Regions from separate parts of the Mus musculus genome. Here regions 1 and 2 are each linked to region 3. A link is a contact called in public HiChIP or PLAC-seq data. All regions are on one chromosome and are shown on one strand. The core of a region is the stretch at or near the end of the contact, and the rest is flanking DNA. Distances in the headings are between cores, read along the strand shown.

Region 1 (3,357 bases), core at 410-2,909, 190 kb before region 3:
GCCTTGGCTCATAAGCTACAGCACATACAGGTGTGCTGTGCATATACTAAGTGTGAGTGGAAGCTGTGGGGGCTCAGGTGGCTCCTTATACATTGCTCTGCTAGCCTTGTACACAATCCTGTGCCTGTCTGACCTCAAGACTGAAGTGGTTACCTCAGTTTTACAAAGAACGGAATCTGAAGGCCAAACAGGTTTAGAGTTTTGCCTAATTGTTCAGATCTTTTTCTATCCCTTGTGCCGTGTGGGTTCATAGGAAACGAGAAGATCTTCAGAGTGGCCACTGTGTCCTGTGATCATCAAGACTCATTCCTTTGCACAGACCATGACCCATGATTGCAAGCGGCTTAACCAAATGTCCGTGTCCATTTTCTTTTTACAGAGGAGACCCTCTCCCAACCATGGTGCTAGGGATCAAACCCAGAACTTCACAAATGATGACAGCATGCTACCAACCGAACTACACACTCAGCCTCTCCCAACGAAATTCTCCTAACCAGATGTCAAGGACTAGAAAGAGATCTTGTGAAATGTATTGTATTCTTTTCTATGACTTCTCTTAAGTCAAATGCCACTAGCTACTTTGTTGATAGAACGTCTGCCATTGCTGTATATATTTCGGCCTTGTGTTATGCTGACAAACAGCTCTGTCCCTAAGAAGAGAATGGAAGCCCATGCTGGTGAAATCTTTTTCAAGTGATGACTACCTTAGGAGTCAGAATTTTTATGGCCATGAAAACCAGCACCTGGGCTCCTCCTGAGGGATTTTTTTTCCGGTGGGGGTGATGTATGTCTGAGAAAGCAGAAATAGTTTTTAGAAAGGCCTGTCCTAGTACGAAATGGAAATAAAACGTAGAAAGGAGGTATCTCTTCGACTGTACAAGCCAAGAACTCAGTGACACTAAGTCACTTGCCCAAGGTTGCATAAGGCCGACCGGATGCTGTTCCAGAGGCTCCAGGTTCTGTGCTCCACCGCAGCAGGTAGGTGGTCGAGGCGGGGAGCTAACTAATAGTGACGGCGCTAATGACGGAGCCTCTGACCAGCGAGTGGCCTGGCCGGTGAAAGGTGGCAGATTCTCGCGTCGGCCCTCACAGATTGGCTGCGCCGCTCGGCTTTGAGGGATAGTCTACCGGATCGGCACCCTGGGGCTCAGGCTCTGTAGTTCTAGGTCCTCGGCCTCCTACAGGTGTGGGCGAAAGCCTACCAACTCGGCCGGGGACCAGCAGGCGGCGGTCTGCTGTAAGGGGGTCTCGGGCGACCAGTCCCAGCTGCCCAACCCGCCCGAGCCCGGGAGGCGACGCTGGGAGGACAGCGGAGAAGGCCGGGGACAGCCGCTTTTGAAGGATTGCTTGAGCTTCATCCGCCCTAAATCGGAATACCTGCACCATGAGCGTCTACATGACGCGGGTGCATTCGAGACACGCTCCGCCACCGCACCCTGCGTCTCTGCTTCGGACCTTCGGAATCCGGGACATCGGCTCAAAACTAGGAACGAATATGGGCCGCTGCTTCTAAGCCAAACCCGACAGGTGAGAGAATCCGGAGCGGCAAGGGGAGGGGATACGCCTAGGTTTCACTCCCCTGGTGGCCACCTATCCTGACGGGGATGTAGTCTTTAAACCACCCCGCCCCATGGTGGGCGGGCTGAGCGCGCAGGTCCCGCCTCCTGCCTATAAGAGCGGTGCGGCACTGCAGCTCCGCAGATCTCACCGAGACCCGTGACCCCGACTCTACGTGAGACGTACAGCCCAAACTCATCATGGTGAGTGAGGCCCCGCCAGGATCTCTCCGGTCCTATAAACAAATGTCCCGCTTCTCTGGGGGAACCTTCCACTAGAGATCTGAAGACCCTTTCCTTAGCATTCCGAGTTTCCAGGAGATGTAAGAGTTTTGCACTTCCCCCACCTCTCCCGGTGACTTTGACCTAGTGTGTTGTCCACCTTCAGAAGCTGGGGACTGAGGGAGGGTGTTTCACTAGCAGAGAGGAGCCCTTCTGTAGTGTCCTCCTGCCCTACCAAGCGTCTGTGTTCCAACCCTCCTGAGGGGAGTCACGAGGTTCCGTACCCAGTGCTCTCCTCCGGCAGCAGAAGACCTGCTCAGCTGCCCCCGCCACCCATACCCCCTGAGTGAGTCCCTGGAACTGACCGAACACGTGCCTGGCGCCGGTTGGTTTAAGGGGTTACTTGGTACCGCACCCCGTCTTCCTCCGTGTGCCTTCTTCCCATCTACACCCCCCACATGACTCAGCACCCCCTCCTGAGCCAGGAGGGGTGGCGGGAATGGGGTTCGGTCTCGGGAGGCCAGCGGGCCCCTCCTACCCGAGTGCGGGTGCTCGCGGGTGCTCGGAGAACAGGCAGAGACAGCTGGCGCTGATCGACAGCCCCGGCCTCGGCCAGGTGGCGGGGGAAGGGAGAGAGGTGTATGAAGGGGTTTGTATTTATAGCCCGGAGCGGGGGCAGAAATCCAACCCGAGCTTTCAACTGGGAAGTAACTGGAAAGACTCCAGTGGGAGAGCAGACGTAGGGCCCAGGTACAGATGGCGTTCCCCTGGCTTGTGCAGCAAGGCGGGTTTCCTCAAGGGCCTCCTAGCAGGTTCCACTTCCTTTTCTGGGTATTTAGAAATTGTCGTGCCCCACCCCGCCCCCACGCGCCATTTGGTTGTGAAAAGGGAGGCGCACAGGTTCTATAGACCTGGGCGTTGCAGGGGTTAAATTATGGACCACCTAGATGTAGCCTTAAGTTGCCAGGGCTCCAGTATGTATACCTGTATTGCCTGCCCCTGCCGTCAGCGTTTACCCGTATTATCGCTGCTATTTCCATGTGGGCTGAGGCGAGGATGGAGGTGGTGAAGCAACGCAGAGTGTGAGGGTGGAGGTGGGGAGAGGAGCCAGATGGGATTGATCCCTCAGGGCCAGATGGAACTTAAAAGTGGAGGTTCTAGCATCCTGAAGGCCAGAATGGTCAGTTGATACCAGATGGAAGGTTGAGACACCTCTTTGCCCACAGGAAAGAAGGGGAGAGGGTTGTGAGAATTTTCAAGGCAAAGATTAACCAGGGAGGAAGCTGCTGGCTATAAACTATAAAACATATTTCTAGACGCTGCACGATCTGGAAGCAACTGGAAAGTCTTCTGTCTCTCGGTGTCTATCCCTCTCTGTGTCTTTCTCTCCCTGCACCCTTATTATAATTGCTGAAGCCCTGCCTGTCAGGTGTGCATGTCCTCTCTGTCCTGTGTATCCTGTGGATGTAACAGGATTATACAGCTCTCACTTGGTAAATTCTCTACTGAGAAGTAGGCTAAGGGGTTGGTCTGCCCTGCTGGCTACCTCCAGTCTGGGGAGCCCTGTGCTGAGGAGACT
Region 2 (3,614 bases), core at 289-2,788, 230 kb after region 3:
GGTCCCGGAACTGATGCTGGCACTCATGGATGGCGATCTGGATGCCCTGGATAGCAGAGGCGGCCACGTCAGGGTGACGCACACACACCTCCATCTGCCGCCGGCTCAGGCCGGGCAATGTCAGGCACACTGTGTTGGCGTTGAGCACGGGCTCTGGGGGTAGGCGGAGGCCCAGGATGTCGTTGGGTGCTGACCTGCAGGCATATGGGGTGGAGTGGATAAGCATTTTGTGGGAGTCTGTGAGGGCCTGTTTAATAACACACATTCTGTCCCACAGGCCGTAATCACTCTTCCCCCAACCCTGGTTCTTACAGTTGGGCCAAGAATCTATGCCTCTCCCCATCCATTCCAATACAACCCACCCAGCTGCACACCCACGGAGGTAAATGTATGTACTCAGTATTTTAGAAGTTCCTCCCCAGACACAGATGCCTCAAAGGGCGCCCAGGAGCCTGCTCCAAAGCTATGTTTCAGCAACTGGCATTTCTTCAGGCATACTCCTGCACACATAATGGTGGGAGCAGAGACCCAGAGCACTTAGCACTTACACACTTCCTCAGACAGTTATAAATACACACACTCAGGCACATTCACACACATGCTTGCTCTAACATATCTTGGCCCATAGGCTCTCATAGGCACACATGTATTTATTCAAACTGCTGGTTACCTAGCCCAGCTTACACCAGACACAGACACACACAAACACACACAGACACACACAGACACAGACACAGACACACACACACACACACACACACAGACAGACACACACACACACAGACACACAGACACACACACACACACACACACACACACACACACACACACACACACACACACGGCCTTTTAGAGGCAGTCTCTCGCTTGACCCCACCTGAGATGCGGAAACCCCCTCCAACCCCTCTGATCTTGCTCCCATCCGGGGTTATCTGCAAGGTGGAATGAGGTAGTTTCAACTTATTCTTGGAATAGGGGTGCATTGCCCTAAGGGGGGGAGAAACCTTAATTGACACTTATTCCCCCAATACCCATCTCCCGACCTAGCTGCTATAACTCACCTGGGCACTTCCCTATCTCCCTGGATTGCCCATATCCTGTCACCAGTCCAACCTCTTCCTTGGAGGTAGCTCACTATCTTTGATTGGACACCAGCACTTTTCTGTGACCCTTTCTCCCGTTCATTCCAGGGTCCCTTCCCCAGCAAGAGCACCGGAGCGGGCCTGGGGGGTCCTAGCTCTCCAAGAGGGCGGAGCATGAGGTGAGAGCTCACCTGGGCACAGCGGCAGCCAGCAGCAGTAGGAAGAACAGGAGCGCCCAGAACTCAGGCCGCGGCTGGGGCCCTTGTGGGAGCCGCAGCCAGGGGCGAGGGTGGGCGCTGCCCATGGCGCGCGGGCCGTGACAGGCCAGGAGTGGGGGGCTCACAGCCCAGTGGGACTGGCGAACCAGGGTCGCCGGCGCATGATCGGCAGGGGTGGGGCGGCTGCGACACACAGCTCCTACTCAGGTCACAGCTCCCGCAGCAGACGGCGCCCGCCTCCCCGCTCCATGGGGCAGCGCCCCCGGGCACCGCCCTCGGGGGGGTGGATGGGGAGCGGGCGAACCGGGCACCTCCTGGCACAGGGGTCCAGGGAATTTCCCAAGGGCCCCTTGCGACAACTCCTGGTGCCTCTAGAGGGTAAGGGGGAGGGGGCCTCTAGAGGGTAAGGAGGTGCAGCGGGCTGGGGACTGGAGGCCGAAGTTCTGGGGCGCAACCCCCCACCCCAGCGCCGCGCTGCGAGCCTGCGCTTCCGAGGGTGTGCGAGGCGGGCGCGGTGGGGGCGGTACTGTCTGGCCCAGCCCCACCGCCTGAAGAGTGAGTGACTGTCCTGGCTCGGGAGTTCTGTACCCCCCCCCCCCCATGTAGTGTCTAAGGGTTCTACCCCAAGTGACGTCACCACAGGAGGTGGCATGCTCCCGTCCCCGAGGCCACTGAGTCCGCTTTGGACTGGCGCGCCGTGTTTGCTGGAGAGGGGGGAGGGGAACGCATGCAGAGGGTGAAGGAAGGAGAGGTACTGGCATCTTGGCTATTGGCACCATGTACTGTGAGATGTTGGGCACTGGTCTGTGTGTTAACCCGAGTTGTGTGTGCTTCACTGAAGCTGAGACACAGCTGCAGGGGAGTGTCCCAACCCACCCCAGCACACACCTGCGGGTCTGGAGGGGAGAGGCCAGCCCCTCCGTTTTGCCTACTCTGCTTCAGGAGGGACTTCCCCCAGTTTGCCAAGAGAGACAGACAGGTGTGTGTGGAGGTCCCAGAAGGGGATTTGGCAGCCTCCGGCTTCCTCCCTGCTTTGCAAGGTGACCTTCCACAGGTGCTTTGAGAGGCAGCTTCTGTCCCTTCATGAAATAAGTAATGGAGCCCACCTCAGTGGGCTACCAAAAGCAAAAGGGTCAGGTAGCTAGTAAATGACTTTTGTGACCTAGGTGCCTTGAGGGTGGCTCTAGCTGGGAGCAGGGATTAGAGACCATTCTAGTACAGAAGTTTGAAGTCAGAACATTTTACTCACTGCCCCCCTTTTACTTCCCAAGAAAACACAGAGGCCTAGAGAGGCTCATGGCTTACATAAGATCTAACAGCAAATTAGCCAGAGAGCTAACCTGGATTAGTTGTCCTGACCCTCTCCACACCAGCTGTGTCCCCTACACTGAAAACAGCGTGCTATTGCCCAGGGGTGCTTTGAGACATGACCTGATCTGGTACTGGTCTTACATGGGCTGTCTGATTGGTCCTCTAGGGTCCCTTCTTTTCTTCTCTCACCCTCCTGGTTGAACTCTAGACCCCTGCTCAATGTAGAGAGTGTCTGGGACCAGAGAAAGGGTCTGAGAATCAGAGGCTCTGCCTTCTGGTTCTGGTTCTAATCTGGGTCCTGACAGTGAGTCTGACTCCTGCTGTGTCCTAGGCATTATCCTCTGTGAAATGGGCACGGGTCTACTATTATACAAACCCACGGACCTCATGTCCCACAGCTCCCTCTATCTGAAGAGAGCCCCTTTTGGCTTAAGAACAGAATTGCCATAGCCTATGGGCTCCAAGACAAAAGGAGCCCATTCCAGGAATTGACCCTCCTTGGAGAATTGGAGGGGAGGTGCTTTTCTTGCCCCCAGATTGTCAGGTGGTGGGGGTGGCCTGAAGGGCTGCAGGCTGATGACACACTCTCCCTCCTTCCCCCATCTCTGCCGGCAGCCATAGAAGGCAGCTGTCAGGAATTAAGAGCTTGGGGCTGCTGGGGGTTGGGGTGGGACAATGAGGGAGCAGTCTAGCTGGATAGCAGGAAAACAGCCAGGGGCAGGAAGCAGCCTGTGTCAGCAGAGCCTTGTTTGACCCTAGCCACCCTCTGTCCTCCTAACTCTCCCCATCGTGGTGGTGCCCACAGGAACAGGGACCACTTGACACTACAGTGGGGTCACGTGGGAGGGAGGCACAAGCCTGGGATATGCAGCATCTGCAGGCTGGTGAACCAAATTCTGATTGTCTGAAACCAAGGCCCAGAATAGATTGGAAATAGACCCCCTCCCAACCTAGGCAAGGAAGCCATACTTGAAGTACAGACATCCCTGTCCACATCTAGTGC
Region 3 (3,257 bases), core at 6-2,505:
ACAAAACAAGTTTAAGGACAGCCAGGGCTACATAAATAGAACTAAGGTACTAATTTACATAGTCATTGTTTTGTGTTAAGCCCACTAGGACATTTAAGGCTGAGGAGATATGATGGCTTGGCTCAGAGAAATTGGGTGAATCAAACTCTCATAAGTCACTGTGGGGTAGACCTCACCCTTTGACTTTCTAGTACAACTCTTTCCCTGCAGTCCTACATTATCTCTGAGACTCTGTCCTAATCAGATACATTCGATGAGAAGGCACTATTGTATCTCATTGTAAACCTGCCAGTTGAAGTGCAGGTTCTGAAGTGAAAGGAACATGGGTAAGCAGGAATTATTCCCACACAGAAGGTCAAGGAAAAATGTTAGACCTGGTGCAACATGGTATGAGCTGAAAGGGGGTTAGAAGGACTCCTCTATTCTGGAGAAGGGTCTGAGACACACTGAAATCTTCAGCTGTCAAATGCTTTACGTGGGGCTAAGAATACACTGGCCAGGTGGGATGAGAACAGAAATGGCGGTGGGCGCATATTTGGCAGCCATCTTCCAAGACCATCAATTCTTTTTTTTTTTTTTTAAGATTTATTTATTATTATATATAAGTACACTGTAGCTGTCTTCAGACACACCAGAAGAGGGCATCAGATCTCATTGCAGATGGTTGTGAGCCACCATGTGGTTGCTGGGATTTGAACTCGGGACCTTTGGAAGAGCAGTCAGTGCTCTTAACCGCTGAGCCATCTCTCCAGCCCAAGACCATGAATTCTTTAATCCCTAAACAAGTAAAGTGGAGGACCTGTAATGTAATCAGCCTGTAATCAGACAGGAGGGATGCCTCTCAGCATTTTTATCCTCACCTTGGGAACTGGAGTGATGGGTATTATCATCCAATTCAGTGGGAAACCTAGTCTGTAGGGAGAGTTCACATAAGAACTGTGTCCTGCCTTTGGGCAGAGAAGAGGATAGCCCTGTAGGGTCAGTAGATTCAAGCCTTCAGGACTAGACACTCTCTGTCCCGCTGTTTCCCAAGTGTCTCCTGGGGAGTGATTCAAGGCCAAGGTGACAGTGGGTTTGGAGCCCAGATGAAAGGATTTCAGGGACCACAAGACAAGATCCCTGTGTGGTGGCTGCTGGAAAGAGGAGGGAGTGTGTGGGGGTCAGTGACGCAATTGCCCTGGCTCACAGGCAAGGAGGAGGAGAAGGCTCGCAGTGTGTCTCCTTATAAAGAGGACTTCACCACATGAAGCAGGGGGTGAAGGTGATCCCACTGTGAGTCACCCAGGAAGGGACGCCGTGTGCCCGGAGCCCAGAAGGGAGGAGCTGTGGATTTCCCACTCTTCCTTCTATGATCTTGTGCGTAGTCTGGGTTGTTTCAGTCCGGCCAGTTACATTGCTCCTCTCCTGCCTCTAACCACCCCCAGGGACTATTCTTGATATGTCTGGGTTTTGAATCTGTCAATTTGTTCTTGAGTTCTAGTTGTTTTGTTTTATTTTGTTTTCTACTGAAATTTGGAATCTATTGATTTCAGGAAACCCAAACCATAACTAATTGTGTTTGTCTTTGAGAAGATGGCCTGGTGGCTCTTTGCCAAGCACAGTTCTGGCTCTCAGATTGTGTTTGCTTTTCTCCTTATCTTCAGCCAAGGCAGGTATCACATCCTGGACTGGAATCTGGAAGGATTCTAGGGTGCCCTGATCCAACTGCCCCTCACTTGATGCCAGCTAGAGTCTGTCCTTTATTGAGGTTTGGGACTGTAGAGAGCTCTGGGGAGTTTCCCTGTAATCAGCCAGCCACCATCCCCACACTGCCTTGTAATAAAGCAACTCTATATTTGTTCTGTTTATAGTCTCCTCTGTAATAATGCCATAGCCCTCACTTCTCTTTCTCTTTAGGGAGATTTTCTGGGTAATAGAAAATTCTGAAATGTTAAAAGAGGAATGTAGACTCAGAAGACATTTTTATCTAGACTGTCTTCCTCTGGGAAGGTGCCCAGGAAAGGCAGGCAGTCTCTGCCTTGAGGAAGCAGCATGCTGCGGTGAGCATGCATGTGCTCACACGAGTGTGCATGTGTATGCCTATGTGTTCATAGGTATATTGTGTATGTGCTATATGCACTTGCATACATGTATTCTGTGGCCTTGAGGATGTATTATGAAGACGGGCCCTGTGGGAGAAGCTCTGGGTATGTGCTGTGGCTGGGGCAGATTTGAGGTACAGCATCCTTGTGAAGAATGTGAGTGGTGTATGAAAGGGGTGAGCACAATAATGGGCAAGTTTAGGTCCAGAATAGACTCTATCAAAGCCATCCTTCCACTCATTCTTACAATGACACCCCTTTTCTCTGTCCCCTAGCCTTTTGGGGCCAAGGTCCAGTGATTTTGCTAGTGTTCCATATTCTTCTTGCCTTTCCTCACCTCACTTGCAGCTAGTCAGAGAGAAGCCAGAGACACACTGTTGAGGAAAGAGTCTGTGTTGTGAGTTGTGTTCATGCTGTTCCTTCCCCCACAGTGGAGGCTCTGCATTCAGATTTAACCTAGATGGCCGACACTGAGAACTGTTGTTGCCAAGTTATTACTAACAATTCTGATTTTGCCCATTTCCCTCTCCACACCCCCCCAGATTCTATAAATACTTTATTATATGGCACTAATAAAACTTCAAGTATTTCTTTTTATTAGAACCACATAATATGGTAATTGTATGACAGAACACAGCTCCCGTGAGTAGCCCCCACCTTCCTAGGTGTGGCCTCTCAGCACCTCAGCTTGGGTTAGGTCCACAGGCCCCTCTGTTCCCGAGTGTTTTGAAGGGGGCTGGGTTGGTGCTTTCAGACAGAGAGCTAAGGGGTCAAGGCCTTTGAGCAAGATCGGCCTAGAGGAGTGAAGAGATACTTTCTAAGTTTTCAGAGTAGTTTGTCCTGGTGTGAGGGTAGCAAGAATTTCTTCATTTAGCATTATGTCTAGCACAGAGGCTCCTTGACCTGCTTTTCCTTTTAGTAGGACTGGCATGTGGTGTAGAAATAGGCTTTGAACTTAGACCTGGGGAGAGGGTCAAGAGTTATTTGGTTATTTTTGATTCACAGTACTACTTTTAAAAAAGCCATTCTTCTTGATGTCTCCTGGCTCAAAATATGTAGATATGAGTATCTTACATCTGTACATATATAAAACCATATACTCGTGTACACACACATACACACATGTATATGTGTATGTGTATATGTGTGTGTATATATATGTGTGTGTGTATATAT

What was found. HiChIP or PLAC-seq counts read pairs in DNA pulled down with a chosen protein or histone mark.
Region 1: a contact with region 3 is called in a FOXA1 HiChIP or PLAC-seq map of pancreatic cancer cells. The contact joins the promoter of Tuba4a here to the enhancer-like site in region 3. A contact is called at or near these places in 4 of 39 promoter capture datasets (cranial neural crest, frontonasal cranial neural crest and liver), 3 of 115 datasets of contacts at active chromatin or transcription factors (bone marrow-derived macrophages, fetal liver and pancreatic cancer cells) and 3 of 9 other capture datasets (adipose tissue, liver and pancreatic islet).
Region 2: a FOXA1 HiChIP or PLAC-seq map of pancreatic cancer cells shows a contact between it and region 3. The contact joins the promoter of Wnt10a here to the enhancer-like site in region 3. A contact is called at or near these places in 1 of 39 promoter capture datasets (stem cell-derived epiblast-like cells), 2 of 115 datasets of contacts at active chromatin or transcription factors (embryonic stem cells and pancreatic cancer cells) and 1 of 9 other capture datasets (adipose tissue).

What each region holds. Positions count from the first base shown.
Region 1 is chr1:75,217,596-75,220,952 of GRCm38.p6, reverse strand. Tuba4a (tubulin, alpha 4A) reads left to right here and starts at 1,659. Exons shown (of 4, transcript NM_009447.4): 1 at 1,659-1,760. The coding sequence starts at 1,758. It overlaps A630095N17Rik (RIKEN cDNA A630095N17 gene), which reads left to right. Exons shown (of 3, transcript NM_001243090.1): 3 at 380-858. The coding sequence ends at 493.
Region 2 is chr1:74,789,943-74,793,556 of GRCm38.p6, reverse strand. Wnt10a (wingless-type MMTV integration site family, member 10A) reads right to left here and starts at 1,538. Exons shown (of 4, transcript NM_009518.2): 1 at 1,274-1,538; 2 at 1-194. The coding sequence starts at 1,386. It overlaps Gm32099 (a long non-coding RNA gene), which reads left to right. Exons shown (of 4, transcript XR_865547.2): 3 at 1,191-1,261.
Region 3 is chr1:75,022,994-75,026,250 of GRCm38.p6, reverse strand. The region is part of intron 6 of Nhej1 (non-homologous end joining factor 1); the gene reads left to right. Among named protein-coding and RNA genes, the nearest start is that of Ihh, 73 kb to the right of the region's middle. Within about 2 kb of position 1,255, at least 50 of the 459 cell types and tissues checked have an H3K27ac peak or open chromatin away from gene starts, as enhancers often do. A contact at or near this core is called in liver, pancreatic cancer cells and pancreatic islet, where this site is marked.